2 separate regions of the Acanthopagrus latus genome follow, and region 2 is linked to region 1. Evidence: chromatin contacts called from public Hi-C data. All regions are on one chromosome and are shown on one strand. Each heading gives the region's core, a stretch centred on a gene start, on an enhancer-like site or on the middle of the called end of the contact. The rest is flanking DNA. Distances are from core to core; before and after follow the strand shown.

What was found. Hi-C and Micro-C count contacts between places; a contact is called where the count stands out from the background.
Region 2: a contact with region 1 is called in a Hi-C map of muscle, with 2.9 times the contacts expected there. The contact joins the promoter of LOC119017309 here to the promoter of LOC119017305 in region 1. A contact is called at or near these places in 2 of 4 Hi-C or Micro-C datasets (liver and muscle).

What each region holds. Positions count from the first base shown.
Region 1 is chr3:321,032-326,244 of fAcaLat1.1, reverse strand. It overlaps LOC119017305 (zinc finger protein OZF-like), which reads left to right and starts at 2,849. Exons shown (of 2, transcript XM_037093948.1): 1 at 2,849-3,239; 2 at 4,680-5,213. The coding sequence starts at 3,065. All of the region lies in intron 2 of LOC119017297 (gastrula zinc finger protein XlCGF8.2DB-like), which reads left to right.
Region 2 is chr3:883,919-889,131 of fAcaLat1.1, reverse strand. It overlaps LOC119017309 (gastrula zinc finger protein XlCGF8.2DB-like), which reads right to left and starts at 2,895. Exons shown (of 2, transcript XM_037093954.1): 1 at 2,438-2,895; 2 at 523-2,283. The coding sequence starts at 2,483. The coding sequence ends at 1,289. The region is part of intron 1 of LOC119017301 (zinc finger protein 501-like); the gene reads left to right. LOC119017287 (zinc finger protein 771-like) reads right to left here. Exons shown (of 5, transcript XM_037093911.1): 5 at 3,946-5,213. The region is part of intron 1 of LOC119017285 (zinc finger protein 771-like); the gene reads right to left.

The DNA of each region.
Region 1 (5,213 bases), core at 1,600-4,099:
CTTTTTTCTCAGTTTGTCACCTGCAGAGAGAATGTATTTCATTAAACATCCTCATGTGTTTTCCTCTTGTCTGAGGACAGGAAGTGTGTCGTACAGGCCCCAGGTCAGATCTGATGTGTGATGTAATTAAAGTTGTAGTGACATCACAGCTCTGTGTCTCTCTGATCAGTTTCTAAAAACTGTCGCGTCCAGTCCAGATCATTAGATGTGCTGTGTGCGCCCTCTGCTGGACACTTTTACAGCTGCTTCCAGATCGGTGTTATTTCCTGAGCAGCTGAATGTTGGTCATTATTTGACCCTGCTGTGGCTGCGTTCACCAACACACTCTTCTTCAGTGTTTGTTAATATCAGTGTTATGATCATCAAATCTGTGCTGAGCTGAGGCCGAGAGGAAGTGACACAACACTGTTCAGTAGAGAAGGAGAAGTGTCTCACCCAGGCTCTGTCAGAGGAGATTATTCTTTCATCATTACAATAGACAATGGAATAAGTAATAACTTAGCAGCTGTCGGTGAGTAAAGAAGAGGTTCAACCTGAGCAGAAAGAGTGGACCTCCAGTCTGGACCAGGAGGAACAAGAACCTGCACACATTAAAGAGGAACAGGAGGAACTCTAGACCAATCAGGAGGAGGATGATGTCACCAGGTTCACCTTCACTGCTGTCATTGTGAAGAGTGAAGATGATGATGAGAAAAAACCTCAGTCCACACAGATGGAGACAGAAGCTGAAGGAGAGGACTGTGGAGGACCAGAACCGGACAGGAACTCTGATCCAGATCAACAAATACAACCAGTGCATGAAGTCAGGATGAATACTGATGTCACTCTGACTGATGTGGGACTTGGTCCTGGTGAGAAACGATTCGGTTGCTCTGATTGTGGTAGACGATTTCGCCACAGGGGGAGAGAAACCCTTCAGCTGCGCCGTGTGCAGGAAAAAATTCCCTCGCATAGAGACCCTGGTCCGTCACTTGAGGTCTCAATCCGGAGAAAAACCATACAGCTGCTTGTTTTGTAAGAAGCAGTTCACTCGGAGTGACTCACATGAGGACCCACACGGGAGAAACCCTTCAGCTGCTCTGTGTGTGGGAAAAGTTTCACACATAACCTGAGTCTGAAGCGTCACATGCCTGTTCACATGCAGGAGAGAGCGTACAGCTGCAGTGTTTGTCACAGAAGATTCAGCAGACACTCATATGTCACGAGGCACAAATGTAAAGCTGCTGATGAGATTGTGGAGCAGCGAGCTGAAACACGACACGGCGTGTTGGACACGAGGACGTCAGTGTCAGCAGGAGTCGACTGAGCTGATCGTCTTCTCTGAGAGTCAACAGCTTTATAATTATTCTTTTTGTTTTATCTGATTGTCACAAAGAGAAATGAGTTTAGGAATCTTGAGCTCCCTGAAGGTCCCGCCCACAGTGCTCTCTGATTGGTTCCATGCACGAGCAGCAGCCAGTCAGCACTGGAAGCAGCAGATAAACATCAAACTAAATATCTCAGACCTGAGTTCAAGACACAATAACAGCAATAATTTGATTTTTGTTTAAAATTCAAAAATTTGATCAACAGAAACCAAAAAGGTCTGTGTTGTTTTTTGATCTACATTTGATAAAACATAAATGTATTTTTCATACTTTATAATAATAAATATTAGATTCTATAACTGTGACAGAAGTTGACTCGTTGCTCTGTTGGAGCTCCTGAATGTGAAGTTACCCACTGAACTTCTATCAGTTCTGTTTCCTCCTGACTTTTTGTGTTTCGTCTTCTTGACGACAGTGAGACTCTTTTCCATCTTCATCCTTTAACTCAGTTATGCAGTCGAATCATTTTTGTGACATGTATTTTTATTTGTAAACCAAACTTGGAAATTGAACAAATCTGTTTAATGTTGTTTCCTCATTTCTCCATTTTTATTGTAAAATCACGGTTCTTGAAATAAGAATTTATTGACGCCATGTTTTTGTTATTCAGCTGTTTATTTTTTAATATCATTCATACAGTAAAATGTACCTTTTATTTCTATAATTAATTTTAATGTGATTTAATGCAAAATAAATAATTTATTTAATTATTCATTATCTGTAAAGTGAACATAAGAACATATCGTGAACCAGAACCAAGATCCTCAGCTGAAAGTCAGAACTGAAACTCTGTTCATCTTCAAATAGTTATGAAGAAACTTCTGATCCGGTTCTGGACAGAGTTCAGCCTGAGTTTCTCCGCTGAGGCTGAAACTGTTAGAATAAGAGCAGTTGTAACTATACCAGCAGAACTTTTTCACAGAGGTGAACAGATGTGAGTCAGCTGATGGTTCTGACTCATGTTTTAGATCAGTTCTGTAGAACCCACATCATCTGACATGAACTCTCTTTGTCACAGAAACGATCGTGTCGACCTCAAAGTGTGAACATGTGGTTTACGGTGACGCCTGAAGGCATCATCAAACTGTCCTGTTCGTCTAATGAGATTTACTTTATTATTATTATTATTATTATTATTATTATTATTATTAAATCAACAAAAGTATTGATATTGAGATGGTGTGTGTGTTAGTGTGTGTGTATTGATGATTGATGATTTCTAACATTTATTTATTTGACGTCTCAAAGAAACAAATTAATATAATAATATAACTCATTGTAATAATAACTGAGAATAAAGAGGGAAATAAATAAAAAGATACAACTATCTTTATTTTAAATATTAAAATACAAATAAACACTTTATGATAAAAAAAAATAGCAAAAAATAAGACAGTATAAAGAATATTAAAGTCAATGTTTCATCTGATGTGTCGTCTTCTCTGTGAGGCATGTTTATATAATACATTCAGGTGAAATCATTACAATATGACGACGAAGGAGAAAGAGAAGCTTTTATTTTTGAAACGTGACCCGGAGATTATCGCTGGTGTGACGTGTTTCCTGCAGCTGCAGTAGCGTCTCGTCTTCACGCTACAGTCAGAGTGAACCGGAGCGACAGGCCGGCTCACTCCCGGCACTTTCCCGGCTCTCTCCCGGCCACATCCCGGCTCCGCCCCGCCTCACGGTGGTCTAAGATGTCCGGTCTTCAGGGTCTGAAGCAGTTCGTCAGCCGGCGGCTCTCCGCGGCGCTGGAGGAGATCTTCGGCCATGTTGAGAGAACCATCACGGAGTACGAGCGGGAGATGAACCGACGCCACCGCAAACTGCTGGACGAGGTTCTGACACCTGAAGTGAAGCAGGGGAGAACAGGTAGGTTCTGTTCATTCTGTTACAAGCACGAAGTGATCGAGTCAAGGGGCTGTGCTAAGCTAACGTTTGCTACACCATACGTACACAGCATGTTAGCCGCAGCTAGCTCCTGCTAAGGAGTAGCAGGTGACAGGCCGAGCACATTTAACTGTGACACCAGAACACACCGGAAGTGTTTGTCAGTGTTTATACACAGTAAATATCCAGAGAGGCGTGTTGTTGTTCCAGGAAAGGAGCTGCTCACCGTCTCCACAGCACACCGGGTGGTGTTGGTAGGTGCTGGGTGGTGTTGGTAGGTGCTGGGTGGTGTTGGTAGGTGCTGGGTGGTGTTCTCCAGTAGTTCGTCTCCATGTTGTTGTTGATGAAAGTGGAGGTCTGAGGAAATCGGCCGATATGCAGACTGAGCAGGTCCATGGAGGGAGGCGGGTCTCATGTAGAACCCTTCAGAGCACTTCATGAGTCAGTAGACGGGCCAGTGACATTGAAGCGGGACGGGGATGTCTTGTTTGGTACCGGTATGATGTTGGTGGCCTCGAGGTCTGTTGGGCCAACAGCCTCACTCAGAGAGGTTCTGAAGATGTCAGAGAGGTTCTTCTCTTCTTACATTCATTGGACCACAGCAGCCAAACTGTAGGACGCTGTGACCGACTCCAGTGGTTCTGGTCAACACTGGGCCTGTTACGGCCCCAAACTAAACACAACCAAAGACTCGAACAAAAGAGGCCAGTAACATATAAAGGACGCCGACAACACAGTCAAGTTAAAGGTTTTTATTTAACAAAAGAAAAAGGGCAAGAGTTCCTGGCCAAACTGAAAAAAAAGAGAGAGGAGACCCCAGACCAGCCATGACCGTCGCATCTGGGGAATCCTCCCAACTAAAGCTGCCTAATCAGATACTAAACCTACTTAGAGAAAGAAAACAAAAAGATACGAAAACAGGACTACCAGGAACTCAAACCCAAATTAAAACAACAAAGCCCTGGTGCTCTAACAGGCCAGGGAACTGAACCCAAACTCAAATCAACAACGAAGTAGAAACAAAATAGCAAAAGACTGTGAGGCAGCGCAACCTCCCTCCTCCTGCAACATACCTGTAATGAGAGAGAGAGAGAGAGAGAGCGACGCCCTGATACTGCCTCCTTTTACCTGCTCAGGACACCTGAGCTCAGGAAGGCAGAGCAGGGCGGAGACAGGACACACACACACAGGGCACTAACCTGGCCACACGTAACAGGGCCGTTCAACCTCACTACTTTAGTGAATTGTAAAAGCGTTGGCAGGGACGTCTGATCCTGTGGAGGTCGTTACAGCTGATCTGAGTTTTAAACTATTAACGAACAGCAGAAATAAGCAGGAAGCAAACTGAAGAACATTTTCCCTGTGATGAGGTCATCACGTCCAGCTTTGGTGAAACTTTTCTTATATTTCTGTTTCCTGCAGACGTCCAGCAGCTGTCGGTGAGTAAAGAAGAGGTTCTACCTGAGCAGCAGGAGTGGAGCTCGAGTCTGGACCAGGAGGAACCAGAACCCCCACACATTAAAGAGGAACAGGAGGAACTCTGGACCAATCAGGAGGGAGAGCAGCTTCCAGGGCTGAGTGAGGTGAAGGAGGAAGATGAAGAGAAACCCGAGTCCTCACAGCTTCAACAAAGACAAACTGAACCGATGGAGACAGAAGCCAATGGAGAGAACTGTGGAGGACCAGAATCAGCCAAGAACTGTGATCCAGACCAACTTGTAAATCGGGTTTGTGAGAAGTCGTCAAACTCTCCTGAACCTGAGACTGAGGTCAGTGATGACGAGTGTGAGGACAGCACAGAAGCTCCGTCAGGTTTGAACTCTGTGGACGTCACTGAGAGTGAAGCCAAATGTGAGCCCGTGAAAAAGTCCTTCGTCTGCTGCGAGTGTGGGAGGAAGTTTGGTCGTAAGGACAGTCTGCGAAGACACATGAGGTTTCACACGGGAGAGAAACCTT
Region 2 (5,213 bases), core at 1,646-4,145, 560 kb before region 1:
TCGGACACCAGGAGATAATTCAGATGTTCGACATGTTCAGATAAACTGAAAGACACAGAGTCTGTTCGGACATCTGGACTCTTTGGTTCCGTGTAAAACAGTTTGTAAACAGTCAACTGCTCTGACGAACTTTTTGTGGCCGTGTTCCTTTAGGACTCTTTGTGCTAAAAGCAGCACGCTAACTTAACTTTTCACCCCTGTGTAACAGGAAATGAGTCCGGGGGGAAACATGTAAAGTTTCAACGCAGTTGATCCTTACGTAACAGCTTCCGGTGGTTCATTAGTTAGCTATATTAGCTCTGTGGAACAGCAACAGACAAATGTTGAAATGATTTAACAGAACCGCTCAGAAACTGAAAGCCATGTTCTGAGGAAGATAACCACATTAATTCTTCAGTCTCTCCTCGAGAAGAACCTGCATCAGCCGAGTGCTTTGACAGTTACTGATATCCTGGTCTGGCTGCAACAGAACGAGATTGTCAAGGTATGATTACAGTTTCAGAAAATATCAGTGTCACAGAATCACGATGTTACACAGTTTTAATTATAATTATCAGTTACAATGACTCTTAAAACATTTTTTTTAAACACTATGATAATTTCACAAAATGCCCTGACAGACATGAACCTTGAAATGAACTTGAAATATTCTATTAACTACGTTAGAATTCAAAAGCAATGATGAACAAACATACATGGAGCGATAATCGTCAACTTTAAAGGTGCAGTATGTGAACTGGCCAGATGTTGAAGCTGTTAAATACAGGGGTCAGTGTATCACCAGAGTTACAGCTAACTGCTGCAAACTCTAGCTGCTGTTGGGAAGTTAGAACTTGCAAAATGAGAGAAGTTATTAAATAATTGTAGTTAGAGAGGAATTATGAAGTAGTTGAAAATAGATAATACTCAAATATCTGAAAACTGTATTCTAGAGCAGAACTTGAGCAAATTGTACTTTGGTTTATTTTATCACTGGTTGGTTAAAATTTGGAGACAAAGATTTTCCATTTTTACTGCAAATGAACAGAAGTCCCAAATATCAGTTTTCAGTCTCTTCAGTCTTTTTCATTTCTAATAATGGATATCAGATCTGAAAAAGCCGCATTGGTCCACCCCTGAATATAACTGTGTTGTTTCTAGAGGATTAACAGTCATATCTAAACAAGAAAACTGACAATAAACTCAAAACTCTCTCAGTGGAAACAGTTTGAAAACGTCAAGTTTAGTAAGAATGACGAACACAGACATCAGTCAGTCAAAAGTTGGACCGACCAACATCTCTGTCACTTCATGTATTTTGACTTCTCTGACCAACACACTTGTGTATTTTAATAGTATAAAGTCGAGTGAAACTTTTGTTACAAGCGCTGCAGCTGTATCGTTTCTCCTGTGTGTGTGTAGCCATGTGTCGTCTCAGAGTTCCGTGTCGTGCAAATGTTCTACAACAAACTGAACAACTGTATATTTTCTCCCCTGTGTGACTATTCATATGAGCCATGACTGTTGACCTATCTCCAAAACTTTTACCGCAAACTGAACAACTAAAGGGTTTCTCTCCACTGTGGCTTCTCATGTGTACGTTCAAACCGTCTCTGCGAGTGAAACTTGCTTTACAAACGGAGCAGGTGTACGGTTTTTCTACTCCATGAACTTGTAAGTGTGCTGTCAAATTTGACCGTTGTCTGAATTTCATGCCACAGAGAGGACAACTGAACAGTTTCTCACTTGTGTGGATGATCATGTGTCGATTCTGATGTGATCTTTGTGAAAATCTTTTACCACAAACTGAGCAACTGAACGGTTTCTCCCCTGTGTGGATTCTCATGTGCGTCACAACATTAGATCTGCTTGAAAACGTTTTTTTACAAACTGAGCAGCTGAGTCGTGTTACAGTCTCTCGTTCGGGTTCAGAGAAGCGTGACGTCTCATTATCAGTAACAGGTTTTAAATATCCATCTGGATCTGAGGTCCTGTCTGGTTCTGGTCCTCCACAGTCCTCTCCATCAGCGTCTGTCTCCATCTGTTCAGTCTGTCTCTGATGAAGCTGTGAGGACTGAGGTTCCTCATCATCATCTTCTTCACTCTTCACAGGGACAGGACTGAATGTGACCTTGATATCAGCCTCCTCCAGCCCTGGAAGCTGCTCTCCCTCCTGACGGGTCCAGAGTTCCTCCTGTTCCTCTTTAATGTGTGGGGGTTCTGGTTCCTCCTGGTCCAGACTGGAGCTCCTCTCCTGCTGCTCAGGAGGATCCTCTTCTTCTCTCCCCAGCAGCTGCTGGACGTCTGTGAAGAAGAAAGATTTCCTGTTAACATTTCCACCACCAGCACTGCTACTTTCTTAAATGTGTGGAGACATTTTGCACGACGTGTAACACGTTATAAAAGAGGGTCAGTCGGGTGCACAGGTAGCTGAGTGCTCAGAGCATGTGCCACATACACAGAGGGCGCTGGTTCAAATCCCGGCTGGAGGACCTTTGCTGCATGGCACCCCCACCCCGTCTCCCACTTCCAATCTGTCCACCTGGACAGACCTCCAGGTCACATGGCTTTTGGACAGTACGTGGTCACTGCACGTATTTTTACGCTTCCAGTCAGTCGAGTTTTGGCAGAATTTGCAAAACAAAACTTCACACAGAAATCTGCTCGGCTCTGTACTGAGGGGTCAGTGTCGACTTCCTCGGTGTTTTCGCCGATGGACACAGAGCCGTGAGCCATGCTTACATTGTTTTGAAGGGGGGGCTCAGTGTGTGGAGGGGGCTTGTTGTGCCACCCAGTTTTGCTTCCCTCCCTGCAGTTTCCCTCAGACGTACGTTCCTCTTCCACAATTTAGCTTTTAAAAATAGATTCCACGACTCCGTGAACGCGGAAATCGCAGGGCCAGCAGTACTATGTCTGCTGTGAGTGTGACAACAAAGAAGTAATAAAGTGTAAAGTGGGAATAAGAAGTAATCAGAACCGACCTGTTCTGTGTAACTGGACCTGAGGCTGGAAAACAGCGTCCAGTAGTTTCCGGTGTCGACACAGTTCCTCCTCGTACTCTGCTATCGTTCTTTCAAACAGCTCAAATATCTCTTCAGCAGCCGCAGTTAGTCGCTGCTTCACAACAACTCTCAGCGTTTGGACTTTAGACATTTTCACTGACTCACACGAACTTTCCCTCCAGAAACACTCCGTTAAAAACTGTCTGCTCACTCTGATGTGCGCTGTGTTTACAGTCCGCTCGGCTCCGTCTATTTCCCGCAAGCGAGCTAACTTAGTTTCTTAACTTCTTCAGGCTCGTCGGACACCAGGAGATAATTCAGATGTTCGACATGTTCAGATAAACTGATCGACTCAGAATCTGTTCGGACATTTGGACTCCGTGTAAAACAGTCAACTGCTCTGACGAACTTTCTCCGTCTATATCCTGGAAACAGGAAGCCACGCTAACGTCCTTTCGGATTCTTCTTCTTCTGAACTTCCGGCAGGCTGAACGATATCCAGTGTCATGCTGCCCTCCACCGGTCATAACCAGAACTACTTAACTACATTTTCTCATATAATCCAGCAGAGTGCAACATTTTAATTCTGCCCTCCCAGATGAGTCTGATTTCTCCCCTAATGCAAAGTTAAAATGCTATAAACATCTGTCTATAAACATTGACAGTTCAGCTGAAAATACAGATAAAGACAGGATCCTTTATCCATCAGTAAAAATGTTCATGAATCCTTCAAACTGATTCAGGATCATTCTCACATTTCTACACTGACTATTTGTGGCCGTGTTCCTTTAGGACTCTTTGTTTTAAAAGCAGCAAGCCACGCTAACTTAGCTTTGCATCCTTGTGTGACAGGAAATGAGTCCAGGGGGAAACACGTAAAGGTCCAACACAGTTGATCCTTATGTAACAGCTTCCGGAGGTTTATTATTAAGCGTCATTAACTCTGTGGAACAGCAACAGATAATTCAGATGTTGAAATAATTTAACAGAACAGCTCAGAAACTAAAAACCATCACAACAATCAGCAGAAATGTTCATTATAAAGTGGAAAGTCGGCTTCCTGTTGCTGTATGTAGTTCAGTAAGACTCTGCTGCCGTCCAGTGAATACCAGCACAACATCATCAGACCTTCTGAAACTCCCTCCTGCATCAAAAGTCTCTCTCCTGCCTCCAGCTCATACAGAATGCATCACTCCTGTCCTGGCTTCTCCTCACTGCCTCTCTGTCTGGTTTGAATTGATCTTCAGGTTTTAGATAACTTCTTTAAGTAGCGATCAGAGATAATGCCTCCGGCTTCGACTATATGAAGTAGACGATGAATTGTAATTATCAGTTACAAAGTCTCTTGAAAAATGTCTGTTTTTGTTGATAAACACTTAGTTCAAAAAATGTCCTGACAGACATGAAACTAGATATGAACTACAAATATTCTTTTAACTACATTAGAATTTAACATTGATGAACAAACGTATGTGGTGGTGCGACAATCATCAACTTTAAAGGTGCAGTATGTGAGAACTGGCCAGATGTTGAAGCTGTTAAATACAGGGGTCAGTGTATCACCATAGTTACAGCTAACTGCTGCAAACTCTAGCTGCTGTTGTATGAAGTTGAAGTGCTGTATAAAGTAGAAGTGTTGTATCTTTACATTTCACACTCACAGCATCTACAATACAGTGATTCGACTTAAATGTGTACATTCAGTGAACTGGTGCAGAATAACACATATTTCAACCATCTATCACAATTTCATCACACTTGGTTATTATTTAACACAGCAATTATTGTCAATTGATAACTACTTATCTTTTAACTTTATTCTACTGACGCAGTGGTCCAGACTGGGAGCTCATACCAACAGAATCGAGTCGGTGTTAAGCCATCAGCACTGGAGCTTTGGACCAGGACCGATCAGGGCTAGCTGTTAGCATGCTAACTTTAGTAGATAACTAGTAGTAGTAGTAGTAGTAGATAACACTACATCCTACATAGATGTCATAATATAAACACTTGAATGTATTCACCTTCAGTTGACAGTCTTAAGTCATTATTGAATGTTCATATCTGGAAGTCTTGCCCCTTTAATTTCACAATATAACGCTGCAATTGATACTGTGTACACAAGGAAATGCTCGCAAATGGAGGCTATAAAAGAAAAAAATAGAGCAGTGAGACTGAAAAGAACACCATGAAACATGAGAATCAAGCAATTGCATGTAGTAAATGGGGGGG